2 separate regions of the Mus musculus genome follow, and region 2 is linked to region 1. Evidence: chromatin contacts called from public HiChIP or PLAC-seq data. All regions are on one chromosome and are shown on one strand. Each heading gives the region's core, a stretch centred on a gene start, on an enhancer-like site or on the middle of the called end of the contact. The rest is flanking DNA. Distances are from core to core; before and after follow the strand shown. Region 1 has its middle 45 kb from the start of Syf2. Region 2 overlaps Clic4 (chloride intracellular channel 4 (mitochondrial)).

What was found. HiChIP or PLAC-seq counts read pairs in DNA pulled down with a chosen protein or histone mark.
Region 2: a FOXA1 HiChIP or PLAC-seq map of pancreatic cancer cells shows a contact between it and region 1. The contact joins two enhancer-like sites. A contact is called at or near these places in 6 of 115 datasets of contacts at active chromatin or transcription factors (the NIH/3T3 cell line, bone marrow-derived macrophages, epiblast stem cells and 3 more) and 1 of 9 other capture datasets (embryonic stem cells).

What each region holds. Positions count from the first base shown.
Region 1 is chr4:134,972,655-134,979,309 of GRCm38.p6, reverse strand. No RefSeq gene overlaps it. Among named protein-coding and RNA genes, the nearest start is that of Syf2, 45 kb to the right of the region's middle. Within about 2 kb of position 3,514, at least 50 of the 459 cell types and tissues checked have an H3K27ac peak or open chromatin away from gene starts, as enhancers often do. A contact at or near this core is called in pancreatic cancer cells, where this site is marked.
Region 2 is chr4:135,244,777-135,251,515 of GRCm38.p6, reverse strand. All of the region lies in intron 1 of Clic4 (chloride intracellular channel 4 (mitochondrial)), which reads left to right. Among named protein-coding and RNA genes, the nearest start is that of Clic4, 25 kb to the left of the region's middle. Within about 2 kb of position 3,700, at least 75 of the 459 cell types and tissues checked have an H3K27ac peak or open chromatin away from gene starts, as enhancers often do. A contact at or near this core is called in pancreatic cancer cells, where this site is marked.

The sequences.
Region 1 (6,655 bases), core at 2,265-4,764:
ACAGAGCGAAACTCCCTCCTTAGAGTTTGTAGGGGAAGCCAACCCTAATAAGAGAGCTTGAAGCCTCAATTCATTCTAGGTGGGTGGTCTCAAAAATACCTAGCCAAGAATTCAGTCTAAAGTGGTCCCAAGTCGGTAATGACCACAGGCTCCTGGCACGAGTCTCTGCTAATCCTTCTGTGGGAATCCACCTTCCACCTAGACTCAGAGATTGCCCCACAGTGAACGTTTAGCTATAGGAGCTCGGCTGGGCACGGCGATCAAGCATCAGCAGGAACAGCAGGCAGTAGAGACAGACGTCAAACTCTGGGCTCACCCAGCACAGGATTTGAAAACACATTCAGGATGGGCCTTCCCACCTTGATCCAATCAAGAAACCTCCTCACAGGCATGGCCAGAGCTTTGCCTCTTAGGCCATTCTAGACCCTGTCAAATTGACAACATCAACATTGTAGCAAGTATCTGCTATCAATACACCCCAGGGTGATACTGTAAATGCATTCGCAGACCAGGAGGATGGCTCAGTGGGCAAAGGCACATGCTGCCAAGCCTGAGGACCTAAGTTCAATCCCAGGACCCACAAGATGGAAGGAGAGAGCCAACTCCTAAACCTGTCCTCTGATCTCCACACACGGGCTGACCTACACACACTAATTATAATGAAAAGTTAAAATGTGTTTGCTCCTTATCATCTAAATTTCACTAGGTTCCTTTATTTTTCTTTTGGCGACGAACGGGAGGGAAACTTACTTTCACCACACAGAACGGTAGAAGTTTCCAGAAGCCCGAGAAAGTTTCCAGAAGCGGCGAAAAGACCAACAGCATCTGAATCAGTTACAACTAACGGGTTTCCTCCTTTTTAAAAAAAATTTGTGTGTGCATTTTTTGCTTGCATGTATGTTTGTGTGAAGGTGTCAGATCCCCTAGAACTGGGATTACCAGACAGTTGTGAGCTGCCACATAGGTGCTGGAAATCAAACCAGGGTCCTCTGGAAGAGCACCCAGGGCTCTTAACTCCAGCCCCACATCTGACTCTTCAAGAGCAGCCAGAGTCAGCAAAGCTCCATGGAATGGTAGCTTTAACCTGTGGGGGAAATGTACCTTTAGAGAAGGTGTGCATGTGTGTGTGTGTGTGTATGTGTGTGTGTGTGTGTGTTTGTGTCTGTGTGTGTGTGCGCGCGCATGCATGAGTGTGTCTCTGTGTGTGAGTATATCTGTATTTCTGTGTGTGTATCTTGTTTGCATATGTGTATGGATAGATGGATGTGTCTGTGCGTGAGTGTATATGTCTATATCTCTGTGTGTGTATGTCTGTCTGTATACATGTAATATGTGTGAATGTGTGAGCATGTTCGTGTGTGTGTGTGTGTGTGTGTGTGTGTGTGTTTTACTGGAATTTGAACCCAGACTCTCACACAAGCTGCATACACCCTCTACCACAGAGTTACACCCCTAGGCTTCTTTTTACTTTCTTTTAAAATTTTATTAATTTTTATTTTATGTGTATGAGTGTTTGTCCAAATGTATGTGCCCTTGGAGACCAGAGGAGGACACTGGATGCCCTGGAACTGCAGCTATAGGAGGTTGTAAGCAGCCATGTGTGTGCTAGGAACTGAACCTTGAGTCAATGCTCTTAACCACTGAGCCGTCTCTCCAGCCCTCTGTTTTTACTAGTTCATTTTGAGACTGGGTCTCACTGAGTTGCGTAGGCTGATCTGAACTCACTCTGTAGTCCAGTCTGGCTTTGAACTTGTGATCTTCCTGCCTCAGTCTCCCAAGTAGCTGGGCTTATGAGCCTGAGCTATGAGGTCAACAGAATTTTAGAAGATTTTTTTTTTTAATTTGGGAGAAAAGGACAATGACTACCTTTGTAATTTGAGTCCGTGGATACATTCCCATTTTTAGAATTAAATTTAAATTTGAGATAATAAAGAAAAAATACATTTTTAGAATTGTTATGTTCCAAAATATCACATGGGGATTATTTATACTAAAAACAATAAGGCACTAGGAACTCCCCCTTGAGATCTGGCGTAGGGCAGCCATGACACCCCCGTTCAGAGTCATACTAGAAACTCTAGCTAATGCAATAAGGCAGGAAAAGAAAAAGAATCGCAGTTCAAGGGGAAAAAAGAGAGAAGCGTTTCTTCTCAGATTAGTTTAGGTTTTTTATGTAGAAAATTCAAAACAATCAATCACCAAATAGGAGGCCAGGCGTCACCCTCCATTGCCTTCCTGCCTCCCTCTCCTGACGCTGGCATTCTGAATGTGCCACGTTTGCTCAGAGCATCTGCTCCTTAAAAAAATAAACAAATCGTGTGTGTGTGTGATTTTTTTTTTTTTTTGTTTTACAAGACCAGCACACAGAGTCCCTGCCACTGCCCTCACCCAGAGTTCCCAACCCTTGGCCTCTCAACATTAGTTCGTTACTACCCAGCTGGACCCGCGCTTCCACTTCCACCAGTCTGCTCCTCCTCATGTACACTCTCTGCTCCTAGATGCCATCCAGGTCGTCCCCCCATGCTCAACGGTCCATCCCCTCTCCTCTGCTCTGACAGTTCACCAGTGGTGAAGGACAGAATAGGAAGGATGTGGGGACAGGACATGAAGGATGCAGACACGGGAAAACCTCTCCTGCCCTGAGAACTTGAAGCCAGGGAGATGGCTCAGCAGATAAAGGTGACTCCTGCTGAGCCTGAATCCCAGGCATCCACATAAAAGCCAAGCATGGCTACATGTGCCTGTGACTCCAGAGTTGGAGAGATAGAGACAGATAGATCCTGGGGGCTCGATGGCCAGACGACCTGGCCAAAATGGTGAGTCTCAGCTTCAGAGAGAGACCTGATACAAGAATAAGGCAGAGGGTAACAGAACAGGATGCCTGATGTCTTCCTCTGGCCTCCGAAGGAAAAAGCACATTCAAGAAAGCAAGCATGCACACTCACACACACACACACACACACACACACACACACACACACACACACACATATTACACACACACATATTACACACCACACACATACACACACACCACACACACACACGTATACACACACACAAACACACACTCACACACACACCACACATAAACACACACACACTCACACACACACATACCACACCACATACATACATATACTACACACACCATACACATCATACATATATTACACACACACATATTACACACCACACACACACATACACACGCATACACACACACACCACACACACAAACACACTCGCACACACACGCACACACACACACATACACAAAAATAATGTTCTGCAGGAAGTAAAGACAAAATGTCATCTGTCCAGACATGGGAATCTAAGGGGCTAAAATAATTGTTCTTTGGCATTTTCTGCATAATCAAAAATTAAAATCTCAGGCAAAGGGTTCTGCGTATCCAAAGGCCCCGAGACAGGGTGAAACACAGCCTCTGTACTCTAAGAACAGTGAGCAATAAGCAAGGTGGTTTGGCAGAATTAAGTGAGACTTGCTCCCATAACCACAGCAGGCAACACCCTTAGCACACATTCTAGAGGCCCCGGCCCCTGCCTGCCCATGGCTTTCCCAGGAGCTCCCGGTCTGCCTTGTAATCACCCGGTGCCCACCCCAGTTCAGACCCTGCTCTCTCCTGGACATGACAAGCTCATTGTCCCTTTTTCCTGAAGGCTACTTTTTCACAAGAGGTGTTCGGAGCCACCAGGTTTCTGTGGGCAGATGCCCCAGGGCACACGCACAAAGGCTCAATTGTCTGGTACCCGGCGCTGGACTAGCCGAGCAGGATTCTGCCCGATTCAACAACCCCACATCAAAGAGATGACGTCAAAGCTCCAGCAACCACTGAGACACAGCCCAGCCCTGGTGCCAAGGGCTCCCAGGAGGCTAATCCCACCCTGGAAGGTAAGAAGAGGGTAGAAGCAGCAAATTAGCAGGAGCTAGGGGGCGCTACTGTGCTGGGAGCCTCGACAGCATAATTGCATTCACTGAGCTGCAATTGGGAATAATAGTTAGAGAAGCAATAATCACAGGTCACACAGCCATACAAGCAGCCAGCACATTGGTTTCCCAGGCCTGCATCCTATCTGCATAGGACCCAGCCACCCAACCGCCACAGAGTGGCCAATAGAAACACCTCAAAAAGCCCCCCCACACACACACACACATAAGCCCCACCACTTAGTAGCTAGAGTCTGAGCTGACAATGGCTTTCTTGACCTTGAACTTGTGGACTGCCAAGAGACATGTCTGACTTGTGTTACATAGTCAGTCAACAACCCCTTACTGTGTCACAGACTCCAGAGAGCAGCTTACCTGTCCCACCTGATGGGGAAAGAAACACAAGGGGACCCAGGGCTGTGGGGAACAGAGCATCTCTGGTCAGCTCTAGGTAAGAGAGGAGTCCCTCCAAAGGCCCAGTGACTCTGAAGAGCTTGCTATCTCAGTCTACTTTCTGTGACTGTAACAGCATGCTCAAGACTGAGCCCGTCACAGAAAACAGAGAATTCGGTTCAAGGTTCTGCAGGGCCCGCTTCCTGGAAGGGCCTTTTCCATATGACAGTGTGGCAGAAACACAGAGGCAGCAACCCAGGACCTGATTACAGTGTAATTCTGGAACCCAGTGGAACTTTGATTTTTTTTTTCTAAGTTTACTTTTGTGTGTGTGTGTGGTTTTTCGAGACAGGGTCTCTCTGTGTAGCCCTGGCTGTCCTGGAGCTCACTTTGTAGACCAGGCAGGCCTCGAACTCAGAAATCTGCCTGTCTCTGCCTCCTGCGTGCTGGGATTAAAGGCATGCGCCACCACGCCCACCCTGTTTACTTTTAATGATGGTTCTTAAACACTTTAACCTTCCTTGTAGCCCACCACCCACCAGGAGCAGAAAAGAAAGGATACAGGGGAAGTGGACCTGTTTAGAAAGGTTCTTTGGAGCAACTCCCATCTGTGTTGTCTGGAAATTGGCAGTTCAGTTCACAGGTCAACAGTGGCAGCTCGATCCACTCACCAACACCTCATGGATACACCAGCAGTCCAGCTCGGTAGAGTCAGGATAGCAACAGCGGTGGCACGACCTAGCAGAGACAGCCAGGACTCAGTCTCAGCTCAAGTCAACAGGAGGGACCTAGAGGGACAGCAGGAGAAGTTCTCGGCTGTGCCTCTCTCAGGGAGGCGAAGATCAGCAAAGACATGAGACCCACAAGTGTTACACAACTAGTTCTATAAACAAGCCTAGCTCTCTCTCTCTCTCTCTCTCTCTCTCTCTCTCTCTCTCTCTCTCTCTCTCTCTCTCTCTCTCTCTCTCCCCCTCACTCTATGGAGTCCTATTTCTACCCTCCAAACATCACTTGTCCTCCACGTGTCTTGCCTCAGCACATGCATCTAATCAGCCTGAGTCTAAGGAAGCAGCAAGAAACTGCAGCACAGCACCAGAAGTTTTTTGGTTTGTTTCCCTCTGTGGAGTCCTGACAAATGCAGCTCAACTATGAAAAGTAAGGTGGATCAATACATGCGTGTTGTTAGCAAAGAATCCTTCATCTCATGTCCTTTCACGTGCTTGCTTTAGCAGAACATCCTCTCTCCTGTGTCTGCTTCAGTGAAATGTTCCTTCTCGAGTCTGCCTTTGCCTTTCACACCCATGTTCTCTTTAATAAAACTTCTTTCATGTGTTTGCCCCAGGAAAACACCATCCAACATAACTGACTTTCCAAAGAATTCTTAAGTTTCCACTTCACCCAGGCTAAGTTCATCCTTTCCCTCCCCCCACAAAATCCTCTCCAAGAATAACAATTTGGGTCCATTAAGGGGGGCCTCAGCCCCTGGGCCCTAACCATCTCTTAAAGGCCCCAACCTGTTCTCTCTCCACCTGTTCTCTTCCCACCTGTTCTCTTCCCACCTGTTCTCTTCCCAGCTGTTCTCTTCTCACCTGTTCTCTCTCCACCTGTTCTCTTCCCAGATGTTCTCTTCCCACCTGTTCTCTCCCCACCTGTTCTCTTTCCACCTGTTCTCTTCCCAGCTGTTCTCTTTCCACCTGTTCTCTCCCCACCTGTTCTCTTCCCAGCTGTTCTCTTCCCACTTGTTCTCTTCCCACTTGTTCTCTCCCCAGCTGCTCTCCTTCCACCTGTTCTCTTCCCAGCTGTTTTCTTCCCACCTGTTCTTTTCCCAGCTGTTCTTTTTCCAGCTGTTCTCTTCCCAGCTGTTCTCTTTTCACCTGTTCTCTCTCCACCTGTTATCTTCCCAGATGTTCTCTTCCCACCTGTTCTCTCCCCACCTGTTCTCTTCCCAGCTGTTTTCTTCCCACTTGTTCTCTTCCCACTTGTTCTCTCCCCAGCTGCTCTCCTTCCACCTGTTCTCTTCCCAGCTGTTTTCTTCCCACCTGTTCTTTTCCCAGCTGTTCTCTTCCCACCTGTTCTCTTCCCACCTATTCTGCTTCTCTTCTATTTTATTTTTATTCTTTGAGAGTCTTGCTACACAGCCCAAGTTGGCCTTGAACTAACATCTTCCCGGCTTTTCCTCCTGGATGATGAGATTATAAAAGCACATACCCCTGATTGATGTTTCTGTCACTTGACACTATAACAATGATATTTAAATTTCAACATGAGCCAGGCACAGATGCACACACCTAAACTCCTAGCACTTGGGAAGTA
Region 2 (6,739 bases), core at 2,451-4,950, 270 kb before region 1:
CCCACTCTCTTCCCAACTGTCCCTCCGTCTAATCCATGTCTGTCTTGTAAGCCGGGGGTTGGTGTGGGGTGTGTGGCGGTGTGTGGGGGTATGGGGGGTTTCATCAGGGGGTTGCTCACCAGAGCAGGATGAGAGCTTAGATACAAGAGCTCCTTACCAGCGGCAATACTATTCTTTTTCCTCTTTTTGAGACAGGGTTTCTTTGTGTGTAGCCTTGGTTGTCCTGGAACTAGCTCTGTAGACCAGGCTGGTTTCGAACTCTCAGTCATCTGTCTGTGGCGCTGGGTTTAAAGGTGTGGGCCACCATTGCCCAGCCAGCGGCTATATTATTCTGTGAGGTGAGGATTTAAGAAGCACAGTTTGGCCTCACGTTTGCTGTGTGCCTAGGGATAACCTTGCCCTTCTGATTTATGGGGTGCTGAGGATCAAACTCGGGGCCTTGGTGCTGGGCAAACTGCTTTCCCACTTAAGCTGCTTCTCCAGCCTCATCGCTATCATTATTAGTCCATGGTTTAACTTAGTGGATAAAGGTCCCAAAATTGTCTATTAAACAGTGTTGTGGTATAATGTCTTATAACTAATCTGCATATGCATGTAATTCTGTTTCAGAGTTTACCTTCAGCTAATCTTCTTTGCACTGTTTGTTTGGTTTTGTGTTTTGAGTCAGGGCCTTATGTAGCTGCCTGACACGGCTGTAAACTCGGGTCCTTTGGAAGTGCAGCAAGAGCTCATAACCGCTGACATTAATTTAGTATTTTGAGGCAGGGTCTCACTGTGTATCTTAGGTAGGCCTCAGACTTGCTGGGCTCATGCCCAGCCTCTTGAGTGCTGGGAGGTAGATGGAGGGATGTGCTGTCCCCTGCTGTTCCTAACAGGGTTTCCTTGTTCTTTGTTTGCTGGGCACATGGTCTCACCTGTAGCCCAGGCTGGCTTGGAACTGACTGCAGTTCTGCTGCTTCAGCCTCTGAGCACAGAGAACACAGTTGTGTCCTTTTTACCGTCTCCGAGACGGGGTCTCTTGTAGTGTTGCTGACCTAGAGCTCAACCTACAGCTGAGCATGACGGTGAATTCCTGACGGCTCCTGTCTCACCTCCCCAGTGCCGGGCTTACAGCTGTGTGCCACCATGCCCACCTTACAGCGTCTTTATTGGAGAATTTGGAAGAAAGAGAGAGGTTCCTGGGGGGAAAGGTGGCTATAATTTCTTGTGGAGAAATACCAGACTTTGCTTCTGTCTTGGGCTTTGGATAGTGACTGTAAGTAAGCAGAGCCGTAGTTTTCCCTGTCCTGCTCTGCTGAGATGGAGTGTCTGTGGGTTCAGATGAGACAGTTCAGGTTTGATGTAGTACAGACTGAACCCCCTCTTCTATTCAGCATGTCCCTCCAGGAGGGAACCGGAGTACTGGGTATTCTCAGCTGGGCTAATTCCCTTCAGTAGCTTTTGATTAGCTATTTTGCATTCAGTATTTTAAGATTCAAGTTTTATTATATTTTAGCATTTGTGCAGCATTTATAAACATTTGATGTGTTTTCTTACTGTGAAAAAGAAAAACAAAACAAAAACAAAAAACCCTTCCCGTTCCCACCTACCAAGTGCTGCTGAGGCTGGGGTTGGTTTTAGGTGTAGACTCTTCAGGGAAATAGACATCTGGGGCTGGTCACTACCTGCCCTGCAGCAGACTGGAGCGCTCTCTCTCTCTCTCTCTCTCTCTCTCTCTCTCTCTCTCTCCCACCTTGAGGCTTTTCTCCACCCAGGTGCTCTCCTCAAAGGTTCCAAAGTCCCTCCAGCTCTTTGTTACTTCCCTTCACCCCAGTCATAATCATGACAGACATAGGGTTGTGCTTTTCCAGTTACGTCTGACCACACTGTTTCTCTTCATTGCCTCTGACAGCCCTGCCCATCCTGGCTCCATCATACCTGTGGCTAGATTTTCAGTGGTAGATTCTTACTGCCTTAAATGGAAACTGGGCTTTGGCCTCAGTGTCCCTGTCCGCTCCCATCATTCATTCCATTCTTCTGTGGTGACCTATCGTCCTGTGTTCTGATCTCAGGCTGTTCCCTCTTACTCGGATGAGCCTCTCCATATAGATCATAGAATACATATGCTCTCTGCGTCTCAGTGTGTTCTAACTGATCACATTCCACGTTTAGAGATTTTCATCTATTCACTGGTTACATACCTATAACATAAAGTGCATGTTTTCCCCCATTTTACAGAGAAGAAAACTGAGAACCGGAGAGATTAAGTCTCTAGTTTCACACAGGTGGTGAAGTAGAAAGATCAGTATGCTTCAAAACAGACATTCCTTGTGAGAGACACTGTGTGCAGTCTCAGCGCTCTGGAGGCAGAGGCAGAGGCAGAGGCAGGCAGATCTCTGTGAGTTTGAGGACAGCCTGGTCTATAGAGGAGTTCCAGGATAGCCAGGTCTACACAGAGAAACCCTGTCTTGAAAAACCAAAAAGAGGGGCTGGAGAGATGGCTCAGTGGTTAAGAGCACTGTCTGCTCTTCCAGAGGTCCTGAGTTCAATTCCCAGCAACCACATGGTGGCTCACAACCATCTGTAATGGGATCTGGTGCCACCTTCTGGTCTGCAGGCACGCATGCAGGCAGAACACTGTATATATAATAAATAAATCTTTAAAAAAAAAAAAAAAAAAGGAAAGAAAAACCAAAAAAAGAAAGCTCTTGATAAACATTTGTCAAACAAACCAATGAATTGTTTCTTCTTTGAGCATAAAAATCTGCCCTTTAATGTGGTTTCAGATGTCTTGTGGCTTAGTCTTGTGCTCACTGAGCCTACTTAGCAACTTCATTTTCCTTGATCTAGGAGATGTCTGTGGGCATTGCCTCTGAAGCAGGTCCCTGTCTTTTCTCTGAGCATTTGGCTGCCCTTAAGCACTTAGTGGTTTTATATTGATATTATCTGTTTCTTCTACAAACTGAAAGATTCGGGAGATCGGGCCCGTTCGTTCCCCCTTTGTTAGCTCTGCGCCTGCTGCAGCGGTTGGAGGCTGCTGGGGTAGTGGAGCTGCCTTTCAGTCAGTCACACGGTGTTCTGTCAGGTGTTCTGGCCTCAGACCTTGGGGGGCAAATGCTACCAGCTCACTCACAGCTTAGAGCAGTCTAGATGGCAGCCGTGGGAAAGAGCTAACTGTAGGTGGACAGCACCCTGGCTGCACTGCTCTATTCAAAGAGTGTTCCTTTTCTTGTTCCTTGTCACTCATCCTTCTGTTCTTAGTGGTAATGCTGAACTAAACCCACTGAGCTAACCCCCACCCCTCTAGCCAGTCTAAACTAGAGGTAAATGACTATATGTATATGTGTGTGTGTGTGTAATGGTTTAGCTACTTGTGATCATGAATATGTGATCATGAATAACAGAAACTCTGTGTTCAGTGTGGCTTCAACAGGTAAGGAAACACATTGATAAAATGTCTCCGTGTGTGGGGCACATCAGGTACCAGCTGTTTCCTTCTGAGTCTCTTTGCTCTGACTACTGGTATTGATTTCAACCTCAGGATGCTATCGGATCTGCTATAATATCACGTCCAATAAATGAAAAATGAGAGAGAGAGAGAGAGAGAGAGAATATGAGAAAATTAATATATCTTATATCTGAATCTAAGTTACCCAGGCTGGCTTTGATGTCTCAGTGTAGCTGTGACCTTGAGTTTCTGACCCTTCTGATCTCACCGTCCAAGTCTGGAGTTAACATGTGTGTGACGCTGTGTCCAGTGTTTGCTGTGCTGAGGACTAGGCACGAAGTCTCCAACTGAAGCACACCCCAGCTCCTTAATTGAAATGTTTAATTAAAATATGTCGGGAAGAAGTAGTAAGTTTTTCTGTGTTAATGGCCTCCAGCGCACTCTTTGCAACCCATAGGCGTCGCTTGTTAAATAATCAATAGAAAGCTAACGAGCAGTACAGTGTTTGAAGCGATGAAATCCCACGGGAAGAATCCGATCTTAGTTGTGGACTGCACAGCCCAGGATGGAAGGGCTGCGGTGTTGTGTTGCTGGGGCTCCTTAGGATCTCAGCAGGGAAGTCGGCTAAGGGAGGAGGCCCAGCTTTACAAACACTTGTGTGTGTGGCTGGAGCCTTTTCTTTAAAAATAGAACAGTTAGCCACATTTGGTAGCTGAATCAGAATTTAGTCATTTACCAAGGAAATAGATGCCTGAGACTTTGTCTCAGTGAAGACGAGGCGTAACTGTGGGTAGCCGTGCTGACGAGGACAGTCGCCCATTTTAGTTACCACGCTAAGCTCGATTGCAGGTGACCGTGGTAGTGACTGGGGATAAGGGTATCCAGACAGGGGAGCACAGTAGGCGCTGTACTTCAGTTTGCCTTTTAAATTAAAGAGTAATCTGGAAAAGCGCTTTATGCAGCCTGAATTTCCTCAATTCCCAGTGATTTAGACTAAAGCCAGACATTGTCAGGTGTACCGTTTTCATAAGAACTGCCAGCAAGAGGAAGAGCCATGGTGACCTCATTACACCAAAACACAAAGCACCGGGGCTGAGGTGGCTTGTGGCATCCTTTCCCTATCCCCTTGGAAAAAGGCATGTACCACCAGGCCCAACTGTTCAGGAAGTTCAATGTCTGGTTGCCTTTATGAGACTATAAGCTGGCTTGGATTAGTTAATTTTGAGCATGCTCTAGTTTGATATAGGATATCTGTCTCTCCCTCCCTCCCTCCCTCCCTCCCTCCCTCCCTCCCTAAAGGAGTTCACTATGTAGCCTTGTCTAGCCTGGACTAAGTAGACCCTGTGGGGACTGAGAGCTCCTCCTGCCTTTGCTTCCCTGGGAGCTGGGATGAAAGGCGTGCATCATCTGAGCCAACAAGAAGCATTTTACTAGGGAGTTAGGGGAACACGCTGTTATTTACCAACTGGCTGTCAGTTACTGGCCTTGAAAGAACAGGGTCCAAAGGAGAGTTTAACTTTGGAGCAGGTGCCCTGAATCAGACCTGGAGCAGGGATCTGGTAATTTGCATTTAAATCTATTTCATTAAAGACCTTGTTCCCAGGTATTTGAGACTGCTGCTTTCACATACATCTCAAATAGATCCCCTGTCTCCAGAGCTTTTCAACAGCCATTCTGGATTCCTACTTCATTCTCATGTATTTTGGGTAGAGAGGTTTTGGTTTGCTGTGAAAGGTTCATGTCCATCTTGCTAACTATTGTAAATTTATCTAGTATGTAGTCACACACAAATTATACATACTGAAAAGTAACAAAGGGCGTACAATGAGCAGCAGCCTCTCCTCCCCTTACTTTGGAGCCTCCTGCTACTGTGTGCGTTAACTGTTGAGTTCTCATACAGTCCTTTGTACAAGAGGGTGACAGCCCACCAAGGGCAGGGTCACTTGACTGTGGGAATGGTGGGTTTTCCTGAGACCGTCTAGGTGAGGGCTCCTAGCTGGCTGGCATCGTCCGCTGAGTGAGCGGATCCAAGTATGAACTGGATCAATTCCGAGAGCTTGCTTTGCAAGAGCAGAGTTCATCTTCAGGGGTAAACGCTCTGCGTGCCGGCCTGGAGTGGCATCTAGCCCCGGTTGGTTGTACTATGACTTCAGAAGGGGCCAGCCCTTCTCTCAGCGGCATAGGTAAGCTTCAGGAACAAGGAATGAGAGGCACCTGAAGTCTGCAGCCTTTTGTTGTCTTTTGAGACAGGGTCTCTCTTATGCAGCTGGCTGACTTAGAACAAGTCTGCAGTCTTGTCCTTGGCTCTTTTATTTACAAAGACAGAACTTGGGAACAGGGAACAACGTGATTCCTCCACGCCATATCATGATCTTATTTATCAAATTATAGTACTGTGATACGGTACAGGCTGGCCACAGCTCGAGATTTTTGGTATCCTAAGTAAAGATTATTTTGGCGTCCTTCCAATTGCTGTACTCAGTTTTATGTACCCACGGAATAGTTTATTACTTTATTGTATGTCTGTGGTCGTGGTGTGTATGTGTGTGTGCATGCATGTGTGTTTGTAGGTCAGAAGACAACTTTTTGAAGTAGACTTTTCTCCGTTTACCTTTGTACGGGCCTTGGGGAGTGAACTCAGATCACCAGTCTTGGACTACAAATGCCTTAAAACAGTTCCTCGGGCTCCTACATGCACATTGTGGACATGTAGACAAGCTAGCATAGATACACAAGACATAAATACAAATAAATGTATGGGGGCAGGGGGCGAGGATCAAAACCAAAAACAAAGCGCAAGGCTACACTGCCAGTCAGAAGGCTTTAATGTGGAAGATTCTTGGAGTCTTTCCTCCCTGTTCTGTGAAAGACAAGGAACTCTGGAGACTCCAGTGACTGAGTGTCTGAGCTGAAGGGCTTGTTGGGCTTGTCTGTCTGTCTTGTCTTTTCCTTCTTTCCTTCCGACATGGTTTTTCTGTATAGCCCTGGAACTCAATATGTAGAGAATCTGGCTTCGAATTCAGAGATTAAAGGTGTCCACCACCAACCACTTTGTGTGTGTGTGGTCCTTTTATTTTTAATCTTTTGCAGTGCTAGTCTTGAAATAATGATGTTAAAAAGATAGAGAGGTTATAAGAATATGTTCTATGGGGGTGTGGTGAGGTATGGGAGACCAGCCATATGGCGGCATAGTATAGAATAGAGTATAGAATAGCGTTTATTCAGGGCATGGGGAGGGGAGTTAAGGGGGTAGGAGACACAGAAAAAGGCAGAGAGAGCAGAGAGAAGGAGTAGAGAAGTAGAGGCCGGCTA